Regions from separate parts of the Mus musculus genome. Here all the other regions are linked to region 2. A link is a contact called in public HiChIP or PLAC-seq and Micro-C data. All regions are on one chromosome and are shown on one strand. Each heading gives the region's core, a stretch centred on a gene start, on an enhancer-like site or on the middle of the called end of the contact. The rest is flanking DNA. Distances are from core to core; before and after follow the strand shown. Region 1 overlaps Atg4a (autophagy related 4A, cysteine peptidase). Region 2 overlaps Atg4a (autophagy related 4A, cysteine peptidase). Region 3 holds the start of Psmd10 (proteasome (prosome, macropain) 26S subunit, non-ATPase, 10).

Evidence for each region. A called contact is a pair of places that touch in the nucleus more often than the background predicts. HiChIP or PLAC-seq counts read pairs in DNA pulled down with a chosen protein or histone mark.
Region 1: a contact with region 2 is called in a Micro-C map of palatal mesenchyme, with 4 times the contacts expected there. The contact joins two enhancer-like sites. A contact is called at or near these places in 49 of 484 Hi-C or Micro-C datasets (the AML12 cell line, B cells, the C2C12 cell line and 31 more), 3 of 115 datasets of contacts at active chromatin or transcription factors (cardiomyocytes, fetal liver hematopoietic progenitor cells and large pre-B cells) and 1 of 9 other capture datasets (adipose tissue).
Region 3: an H3K4me3 HiChIP or PLAC-seq map of fetal liver shows a contact between it and region 2, with 3 times the contacts expected there. The contact joins the promoter of Psmd10 here to the enhancer-like site in region 2. A contact is called at or near these places in 12 of 39 promoter capture datasets (the 3T3-L1 cell line, 3T3-L1-derived adipocytes, the C10 cell line and 5 more), 2 of 15 datasets of contacts at CTCF or cohesin (CD8 T cells and pro-B cells), 10 of 484 Hi-C or Micro-C datasets (the C2C12 cell line, the HPC-7 cell line, bone marrow-derived macrophages and 6 more), 10 of 115 datasets of contacts at active chromatin or transcription factors (the 230-238 cell line, CD8 T cells, bone marrow-derived dendritic cells and 6 more) and 4 of 9 other capture datasets (adipose tissue, liver, macrophages and 1 more).

Annotation. Positions count from the first base shown.
Region 1 is chrX:140,995,623-140,998,655 of GRCm38.p6, reverse strand. Atg4a (autophagy related 4A, cysteine peptidase) reads right to left here. Exons shown (of 13, transcript NM_174875.5): 9 at 3,015-3,033. Among named protein-coding and RNA genes, the nearest start is that of Atg4a, 40 kb to the right of the region's middle. Within about 2 kb of position 1,260, at least 39 of the 459 cell types and tissues checked have an H3K27ac peak or open chromatin away from gene starts, as enhancers often do. A contact at or near this core is called in CD8 T cells, Th2 cells, palatal mesenchyme and 1 more, where this site is marked.
Region 2 is chrX:141,149,539-141,152,881 of GRCm38.p6, reverse strand. The region is part of intron 9 of Atg4a (autophagy related 4A, cysteine peptidase); the gene reads right to left. Among named protein-coding and RNA genes, the nearest start is that of Gm39539, 32 kb to the left of the region's middle. Within about 2 kb of position 2,016, at least 44 of the 459 cell types and tissues checked have an H3K27ac peak or open chromatin away from gene starts, as enhancers often do. A contact at or near this core is called in CD8 T cells, Th2 cells, fetal liver and 3 more, where this site is marked.
Region 3 is chrX:140,955,274-140,958,565 of GRCm38.p6, reverse strand. It overlaps Psmd10 (proteasome (prosome, macropain) 26S subunit, non-ATPase, 10), which reads left to right and starts at 1,855. Exons shown (of 5, transcript NM_016883.4): 1 at 1,855-2,012. The coding sequence starts at 1,899. It overlaps Atg4a (autophagy related 4A, cysteine peptidase), which reads right to left and starts at 1,659. Exons shown (of 13, transcript NM_174875.5): 1 at 1,595-1,659. The coding sequence starts at 1,604.

The DNA of each region.
Region 1 (3,033 bases), core at 11-2,510, 150 kb after region 2:
CCTCTGTCATTGTCCTCTGCCCCTCTGTCTCTCTGCCTCTGTCCCTGCCCCGCTGACTCTGTCATTGTCCTCTGCCCCTCTGTCTCTCTGCCTCTGCCCCTCTGCCTCTGCCCCTCTCCCTCTTCCCTCTGCCCCTCTGCCTCTGTCTTTCTCTCTCAGCCTCTGTTCTCTACCCCTCTGCCCCTCTTCCCCTCTTTCCCTCTGCCCCTCTGCCCCTCTGCCCCTCTGCCCCTCTGTCCCTGCCTGTTTGCCTCTGACCTACTGCCTATGGCAATGTCCTCTGCCCCTCTGTCTCTGTCCCTCTGCCTCAGCCTCTCTGGCCCTCTGCTCAGGCCTGTCTGCCTCCGCCCCTCTGCCTCTGCCTCTGCCTCTGCCTCTGCCTCTGCCTCTGCCTCTGCCTCTGCCTCTGCATCTGCAACTGCCCCTCTGCCCCTGCCTGTTTGCCTCTACCACTCTGCCTCTGCCTCTGCCCCTCTGTTTCTGCCCCACTCCTCTACTTCTCTGCCTATGCCTCTCTGCCACTGCCACTCTGCTTCTGACTGTGCCCCTCTAAACCTCTCCATTAGTCTCTGCCCCACTGCCTCTGCCCCTCTGCCTCTGTCTCTGTCCTCTACCCCTCTGCCTCTGATGCCTGCCTCTGCTCCCCTGCCTCTGTTTCTGCTCATATGCCCCTCTGCCTCTGACCTCTTCAGCTCAGCTTCTGTCCATCTGCCTCTGCCCCTCTGCCTCTGACCATCTGCCCCTGCCTCTGCCTATGTCACTAACTGTGCCACTGCACCTTTGCCCCTGCCCTTATGCCTCTTCTCTGCCCCCTTCCTCTGCCCCTAGGCTTTGTCATTGTCCTCTGCCCCTCTGTCTCTCTGCCTCTGCCCCTGCCCCTCTGCCTCTGCCCCTCTGCCTCTGTCTCTGTCCTCTGCCCCTCTGTCTCTCTGCCTCTGTCCCTGCCCCACTGACTCTGTCATTGTCCTCTGCCCCTCTGTCTCTCTGCCTCTGCCCCTCTGCCTCTGCATCTCCCCCTCTCCCTCTTCCCTCTGCCCCTCTGCCTTTCTCTCTCAGCCTCTGTTCTCTGCCCCTCTTCCCCTCTGCCCTTCTACCCCTCTGCCCCTGCCTGTTTGCCTCTGCCCCATTGCCCATGGCTCTGTCCTCTGCCCCTCTGCCTCTGCCCCTCTGCCTCTCTACCTCTGCCTCAGCCTCTCTGGCCCTCTGCTGAGGTTGTCTGCCTGTGCCCCTCTACCTCTGCCTCTGCCTCTGCCCCTCTGTATCTGCCCCACTCCTCTACTCCTCTGCCTATGCCTCTCTGCCTCTGCCCCTCTGCTTCTGACTCTGCCCCTCTGAACCTCTCCATCTGTCTCTGCCCCACTGCCTCTGCCACTCTGCCTCTGTCTCTGTCCTCTGCCCCTCTGCCTATGATGCCTGCCTCTGCTCCTCTGCCTCTGTTTCTGCCCATATGGCCCTCTGCCTCTGACCTCTTCAACTCAGCTTCTGCCCCTCTGTCCCTCCCCATCTGCCTCTGCCCCTCTGCTTCTGCTCATCTGCCCCTGCCTGTCTGCTTATGTCTCTAACTGTGCCACTGCACCTCTGCCCCTGCCCTTCTGCCTCTGTCTCTGCCCCTCTGCCTCTGCCCCTCTGCCTCTGTCACTGTCCTCTGCCCCTCGCTCTCTCTGCCTCTGCCCCTCTCCCTCTGTCATTGTCCTATGTCCCTCTGTCTCTCTGCCTCTGCTGCCCCTCTGCCTCTGCATCTGCCCCTCTCCCTCTTCCCTCTGCCCCTCTACCTCTGCCTTTTTCTCTCAGCCTCTACCTCTGTTCTCTGCCCCTCTGCCTCTTGGAATCTTCCCCTCTGCCTCTTCCTCTCTGCCTCTGCCTCTCTGCCTCTGTCTCTCTGCCTCTGTCTCTAACTTTGCCTTTTCCCCTCTGCCCCTGCCCATCTGCCTTTTACTCAGCCTTTCTGCCTCTACCCCATTGCCTCTGCCATTGTCCTCTGCCTCTGCTTCTGCCTCTGCCTCTGCCCCTCTGCCTCTGCCTCTCTCCTTCTGCCTCTTCCTCTGTCCTCTGCCCCCTGCCCTTCTTCCCCTCTGCCTCTCTGCCTCTGTCTCTGCCCATCTGCCTCTACACCTCTATCTCTGCCATTTTTCTCTGCCCCTGTGCCCCTGCCTCTCTGCCTCTTGGCCTCTGCCTCTCAGCCTCTGACCTTTGGCCTTTGCCTCTGCCCCTCTTCCTCTGCCCCTCTGCCTCTCCTCTGCCCCTCTGCCCCTCTGATTCTGCTCCTCTGCCTCTGCCCCTCTGCCCCTCTGCCCTCTGCTTCTGCCCCTCTGCCTCTGCATCCCTTTTGTTGGGATTAAAAGAGTGCTATACCACAAACAATTTTAGAGGTTTGTAGTTTAATGTCTTAGTCGCACTTTTGGGAAAGGCACAACTCTGCTTTGTATCTTCTACTTCCTGCCTCTTCATGACTTGAAATAATGAGATAGCTAGTTTATTAGTATTGACCTGAGAAACCAGTGGATGCTCCTGAACTTCTGCCTCTGCCCCTCTGCCCCTGCCTGTCTGCCTCTGTCTCTGCCTGTCTGTCTCTGCCCCTCTGCCTCTCTGCCTCTGCCTCTGTCTTTTGCTACTCTGCCTCTGTCTCTGCCCCTCTGCCTCTGCTCCTCTGCTTCTGCCCCTCTGCCTTCAATAAGAAGGATATCAGCAAAGCCAAAATACAGAAACCCCTCTGTCCTCCGACCCCCATGCAAAAAGAACCATTCTGGGGCAATAACCTTGTGTCCAACCAGTCGGAAAGATCAAAACTATCCTACCAAAGGCAGAAGCAGATGTATTAATGGGGACCTGGTGTTCAGCAAGCACAAGGAAAGAAGAATCACTCTGTATAGATCAGTTTGGAGACAGAAGGAGCTTACCACATTTTCCCTAAACTTAAGCAATGCCCACACACCAGAACCTATATCCCAGGAACATTTTTGTCCCACACCCTTCCCTGGCCCATGACAACTTACTTGCAGTTCATTCTTTCTTACCTAAGAATCCTATGAAATA
Region 2 (3,343 bases), core at 767-3,266:
GCCCTCTGCCACTGTCTCTCTCTTCAGCTCTTCGGCCTCTGTCCCTCTGCCTCTCTTGCCCTCTGCCTCTACCTCTGCCACTCTACCTCTGATCTTTGCCCCCTCTGCCTCTGTCCCTCAGACTTTGTCTCTGTCCACTGCGCCTCTGCCTCTGCACTTCTGCACCTCTGACTCTCTGCCCTTCTGCCTCTGACCTCTTCACCTCTACTTCTGCTACTCAACCTCTGCCCCTGCCCAACTGCCTCTGCCCCTCTGCCTCTCTCTCTCTGACCTCTGGCCCTCTGCCTCTGCCCCTTTGCCTCTGCCTCTGACTCTGTCATCTGCCCTCAACCTCTGCCCCTCTGCTTCTGACTCTGTCATCTGCCCCTGTGCTTCTGCCCTTTTGCCTCTGCATCTGTCCTCTGCCCCTCTGCCTCTTCCACACTGCCCCTTCCTCTGCCACTCTGCCTCTGCTTCTGTCCCTCAGCCTATGTCTCTGTCCTCTGCCCCTCTACCTCTGCCCCTCTGCCTCTGCCCCTCTGTGTCTGTATCTGCCCCTCTGCCCCTTCATGTCTCCCTATACCCCTCTGCCTCTGTCTCTGTCTTCTGCTCCTCTGCCTCTCAGACTCTGCCCAAAGGCTTCTACCCCTCTGCCTCTGTCTCTGCCTCTCTGCCCTTCTGCCTCTGACCTCTGCACCACTACTTCTGCTACTCAGCCTCTACCCCTGCCCATCTGCCTCTGTCCCTCTGCCTCTCTACCTTTTCCTCAGCCTCTCTGCCCCTCTGCCCAGGCCTGTCTTCTCTGCCCCTCTACCTCTGCCTCAGCCCTTTTGCCTTTGCCTCTGCCCCTAAGCCTCTGCCTCTCAGCTTCTGCCCCTCTGCCTCTGCCTCTGCCTCTGATTCTCTGACTCTGCCCCTATGCCTCTGTCCCTCTCTCTGCCCCTCTGCCCCTCTGCCTCTCAGCCCATCTGCCCCTGCCCATCTGCCTCTGTCTCAGCTTGTCTGCCTTCTCTGGCCCTCTGCCTCTGCCTCTGCCCCATTTGCCAATTTCCTCTGCCCTTCTGCCACGGTTTCTGCCCGTATGTCCTTCTGACCTCTGCATCTCAGCTTCTGCCCCTCCGCCTCTGAATTTCTGCCCCTCTGCCACTTCCCTTCTGCCCCTCTGGCCCTCCCCATCTAACTCTGCCCTCTGCCTGTATGCCTCTGCCCAACTGCCCCTGCCTGTCTGCCTCTGCCCCTCTGCCTCTGCCCCTGCCCCTCCGTGTCTGCCCATTTGCCCCTGCCTGTCTGCCTATGTCTCTACCTGTGGCATTGTACCTCTGCCCCTACCATCTGCCTCTGTCTCTGTCCCTATGCCTCTGCCCCTCTGCCTCTGCCAAAGTCCTCTGCCCCTCTGCCTCTCTGCCTCTTCCTCTGCCTCTGCCCCACTGCCTCTGTATCTGCCTCTCTGCCCCTGCATTTCTCCCTGTACACCTCTGCCTCTGTCTCTGTCTTCTGCCCCTCTGCCTCTGCCCATCTGCCCCTGCCTGTCTGCCTCTGTCTCTAACTGTGCCACTGCACCTCTGCCCCTACCATCTGCCTCTGTCTCTGTCCCTCTGCCTCTGCCATTATCCTCTGCCATTGTCCTCTGCCCATCTGCCTCTCTGCCTCTTCTTCTGCCTCTAGCCCACTGCTTCTGAATCTTCCCCTCTGCCCCTGCATGTCTCCCTGTACCCCTCTGCCTCTGTCTCTGTTTTCTACTCCTCTGACTCACAGATTCTGCCCCTAAGCCTCTACCCCTCTGCCTCTGTCTCTGCCTCTCTGCCCCTCTGCCCTTCTGCCTCTGACCTCTGCTTCTGATACTCAGCCTGTGCCCCTGCCTGTCTGTCTCTGCCCCTCTGCCTCTCAACCTCTTCCTCTGCCTCTCTGCCCCTCTGTCCAAGCATGTCTTCTCTGCCCCCCCTGCCTCTGCCTCTGGCCAATTTGCCACTATCCTCTGCCCCTCTGCCTCTGTCTCTGCCCTTATGCCCTTCTGCTTCTGACCTCTGCACCTCAGCTTCTGCCCCTTTGCCTCTGCCCTTCTGTGCCTCTGCCTCTGCCCTTCTGCCCTTCTGCCCCTCTGCCCCTCCCCATCTGCCTCTTCCCCTTGCCCCTCTGCCTCTGCCAATCTGCGCCTGCCTGTCTGTCTCTGTCTCTAACTGTGGCATTGCACCTCTGCCCCTACCATCTGTCTCTGCCTCTGCCTCTGTCCTTCTGCCTCTGCCCCTCTGCCTCTGCCATTGTCCTCTGCCCCTCTGACTCTCTGCCTCTTCCTGTGCCTCTGTATCTACCCCTCTGTTCAGGCACATCTGCCTGTACCCCTCTGCCTCTGTCTCTGTCTTTTGCTCCTCTGCCTCTGCCTCTCAGACTCTGCCCCTAAGCCTCTACCCCTCTGCCTCTATCTCTGCCTCTCTGACCTTCTGGCTCTGACCTCTGCACCTCTGCTTCTGATACTCAGCCTCTGCCCCTGCCCCTCTGCCTCTGCCCCTCTGCCTCTCTACCTCTTCCTCTGCCTATCTGCCCCTCTACCCAGGCCTGTTTTCTCTGCCTCAATTGCCACTGTTCAATGCCCCACTGCTTCTGCCCCTCTACCTCTGTCTCTGTCCGTATGCCCTTCTGATTCTTATCTCTGCACCTCAGCTTCTGCCCCTCTGCCTCTGACCTTCTGCCCCTGCCTGTCTGCCTCTGGCCCTCTGTTTCTGCCTCTGCCCCTCTACCTATGCCAATCTGCCCCTGCCTGTCTGCCTCTGCCTCTGCCTCTGCACATCGGCCACTGCCTTTCTGCCTCTGTCCCTAACTATGGCATTGCACCTCTGCCCCTACCATCTACCTCTGTCTCTGCCCCTCTGCCTCTGCCATTGTCCTCTGCCCCTCTGCCTCTCTACCTCTTCCTCTCTGGCCCTCTGCCCAGGCCTGTCTTCTCTGCACCTCTGCCTCTGCCTCTTCCCCATTTGCCACTGTCTTCTGTCCCCTGCCTCTGCCCCTCTGCCTCTGTCTCTGCCCTTATGTCCTTCTGCTTCTGACCTCTGCACCGCAGCTTCTGCCCCTCTGCCTCTGCCCTTCTGCCCTTCCCCATCTGCCTCTGCCCCTCTGCCTCTGCACCTCTGCCTCTGTCTCTGCCTCTCTGGCCTTCTGCTTCTAATCTCTGCACTTCTGCTTCTGCTACTCAGCCTCTGCCCTGCCCCTCTGCCTCTGCCTCTCTGCCTCTCTGCCTCTGCCCCTCTGTCCCTGCCCATCTGTGTTTGTCTCTGCTTGTCTGCCTCTGCCTCTACCCCTCCTCCTCTGCCTCTGTCCTCTGCCCCTCTGCCCCTGCCCATCTGCATCTGTCTCTGCTTGTCTGCCTTGA
Region 3 (3,292 bases), core at 606-3,105, 190 kb after region 2:
ATTACATTGATTTAAATCAAAATCAGAATTTATGGCTTTCCAGATGGTTCCATAAGTAAGCCCAATGTCCTGTGGTAAATCCCCAGGCCCAACATGCTTGAAGGAGAGAATCAACTCCCAATAGTGTTCTCTGACTTCCACACTCATGCCAGGCATCATGTATGTAAGTGTACACACACACACACACACACACACACACACACACACACGGAGGGAGGGAAGGAGGGAGGGAGGGAGGGAGGGAGAAGAGAGAAGAGGAAAGGAGAGGAGAGGAGAGGAGAGAAACCAACACTCTTAGAAGCTGAATCAGGTCACACACAATCAATAAGATGCAATAAAATAATTAGTATTTAAAAGAATATGTTCCTGGATTATCAATATTTGGACATAACTTACTGCATGAAAACATATTTTCAAAGAGTTTTCTAAAGATTAAAAAGAACATTTGGAATAAATTTTAATGATAGAAAATAGCAACTTTAAACATCAGCTAAGCAAACAGTACTTCCCTCAAAGAATTCCGTTCTCTTAGTATTTCTGTGTTAAAAATAAATTTCACTGGGGTCTGGAAAGATGGCTCAGGGTTTAAGAGCACTGGTTGCTCTTCCAGAAGACCTGAGTTCAATTCTCAGTACACACATGGCAACTCACACTGTCTAACTCAGATCTCAGAGGATCCAACATTCACACGGTGTACAGACACACATGCAGGCAGAAAACACACTCACACAAAATTTTAAAAAGCTAAAAGCATTATATAAACACATACTCCACTATTATTATATCCCGAATTTCATCAATTAACATTTGTCATAACTTGTGTTCTCGAGTTGGTTTTATCATCTGTCCTGCAAAGCTTAAAATAACTATGATCTGGCGTTATATAAAAAGTTTGCTAAGCCCTGTTCTATACCATAACAAAGGAGACAAACTTCATCAGTCACTTTAAAAAATATATCTTTAACATTTTTCTAATGTCTTTTTTGATATTTTCTATAAAAGATAAGCCTTGCATCTCTTCTGCTGCAGCACTATTTGGAAATTCACCTTTAAAAAAAAATCCACATTGTTAGCTTAGCAATCTAGCAAAGTCTCGATGGTAATTGCCATTACCATGTTATTAAAGTGACAACATCATATACCCTGATATCCCTAAGGTGACCGCTGTTACTCACTGAGGTCTCTTAGGTATCTAGTGGCTCCTATGGCATCACACCCTGTCTTTAGCATCATTCTGGCACATCACCTCTGTATGGTGTAATGTATAACCTGTGTTGTAGCAGAGCCTTACTCTGATGCCACTCCGGAGAAATGCCAGAGTAACTAGCCTGTGCTTCTTTCCACTCCTTAAACAGTGGTAGGGAGGGGGAGGGTAGCTACAGTCAATGGTTCAAGCTCAGAGGTAGTACTCTGCTCCAACTCTGTCCCTTCCGCCTGCCACTGCAAGTGAGGGCCCCGAGGGACAAGATCTGTAGGATCCCAGAACTCTCTTGCGCTGCTACAGTTTTCATTTCATGTGGCCAACTTACTGGCCCACCAAAGACCACCCACCCTAGCTTTTTCACACAGTACTACCAGAAGCCGCTCCCATTACCTGACTCCATTCTCCAGCTGTCATCCTGGGCCAATTCCACCGGCAACTTGACTACGGCTTTCTCTAAGGATTCTGGGACTTGTAGTTCCACTTTGCTAGGACCCGGAACTGAGTGACTTCCAAAGACGCCTCCAGGCCTGGATCTGCTTTCAAACTGCAACTCCCAGAAGCTCCAGGCTATGGGCGGGGCTACAAGGAAAACAAAGATCAGTGATTGGAGAATTTCTAGTACTTTGATTGGTCGCCGGAACAGGAAATGCGAGTGGGCGGGGCTTGAGTTTCACGGAGGTCTTGGGAAGGCGAAATGGAGGGGTGTGTGTCTAACATAATGATCTGTAACCTGGCCTACAGTGGGAAGCTGGATGAGTTGAAGGAGCGCATTTTGGCTGATAAATCTCTGGCTACTAGAACTGATCAGGTAAACCAGCCCGAGGGCTTGTCGCCTAGCAGCGGGTGTCAACGAAGCCCTACATGGCTTCCGGGTCCTAACTTGGTGTGAGGCCACTTCTGCGCTCCTCCCGCCCACTCCTCCCTCTAGTAGCCTTGGGTTAAAACACGACTCCTGGTCCAACTGTAACCCCTCAGAGACTTTGGGACAGGGTGGGGAGGGGAAGCTAAGCTTGCTGAATTTCATATATTTCTAGAACACCCACCGCTTTTCTCAGAAATTTCCAGAGTTAAGAGACAGCGCGATGGAGATCTGTGAAAAAAGCTTGTTAGGTGGATTTTTCTTTAGTTGTAATCCCAGTCAGTGGCCCACGAGTAACCAAATGCCCTTTGTGTGTATGTCAGGAAGTTTGAGAGGAGCTGGGAATTTCAGTCAAGTCGGAAAAAAACAGGCATAAATGAAATAACGGTACATGTCTTATTACATATTTTAAATCCCCCAGAAAGAAGTTTACATCATTTCAGAACATAGAAGGAGAAGACATGATAGGAATAGTTGGGAAGGGCTTTGTATAGAAGGGGAGGTGATTTACACTGTGAAGAAAGAATGGGGTTCCATGTGGGGCGAGTGAACTGTGGCAAACAAAAGAGAATGGACATTGGGAAGTATTTCTGTTCAGATCAACTAAGTCTCAGGTTTTTATTGTGACTTTCCAAATCATAGGTTGCCTTCTGTGTTGAGAGGCAAGTGTTAAACATTAGTAAGACAGTACATCATACTTCAGAACTTCCATGTTGTCTCTTTTAGAAGAGAAATCGGAGAGACTGCTTTTTTTTGTCCTGGAATTTTCCTTTATTACTCAACAGTAGAATTCCCCTATGTTCACCGCGTTTGCTTTTGTGATGGTCTGGTGATGTGGTTTAAATTTAATAACGTGTATTAAGACTTAATCCACTAAAAATAAGGAGTCAGTGACATAAAAGAGACTGCTAATCAGGATTAAGAAGTTAAATACAACAACCAAATGCAATTAATTTATAGACTTTATTTGCATCCAGATGTAAACCACCTGGAAATGGGCTTATAGGAGACTATTGGTTTTAAGTGGGATAATTTTTTTTACTTTATGTAAATTTTTTGTTGTTATTTAAGATATGATCTCCCTATGTAATCCAGGCTGTCCTTCCAATGAAGATCCTCCTGTCCAGCCTCCCAAGTTCTGGAAGGTTTGCATTACCACCATGACAAAGAGTTAAGGAATGTCACTTTAAAAGGTCCAATAATGATCTTGTGCTTGTTTGTTTTACAAA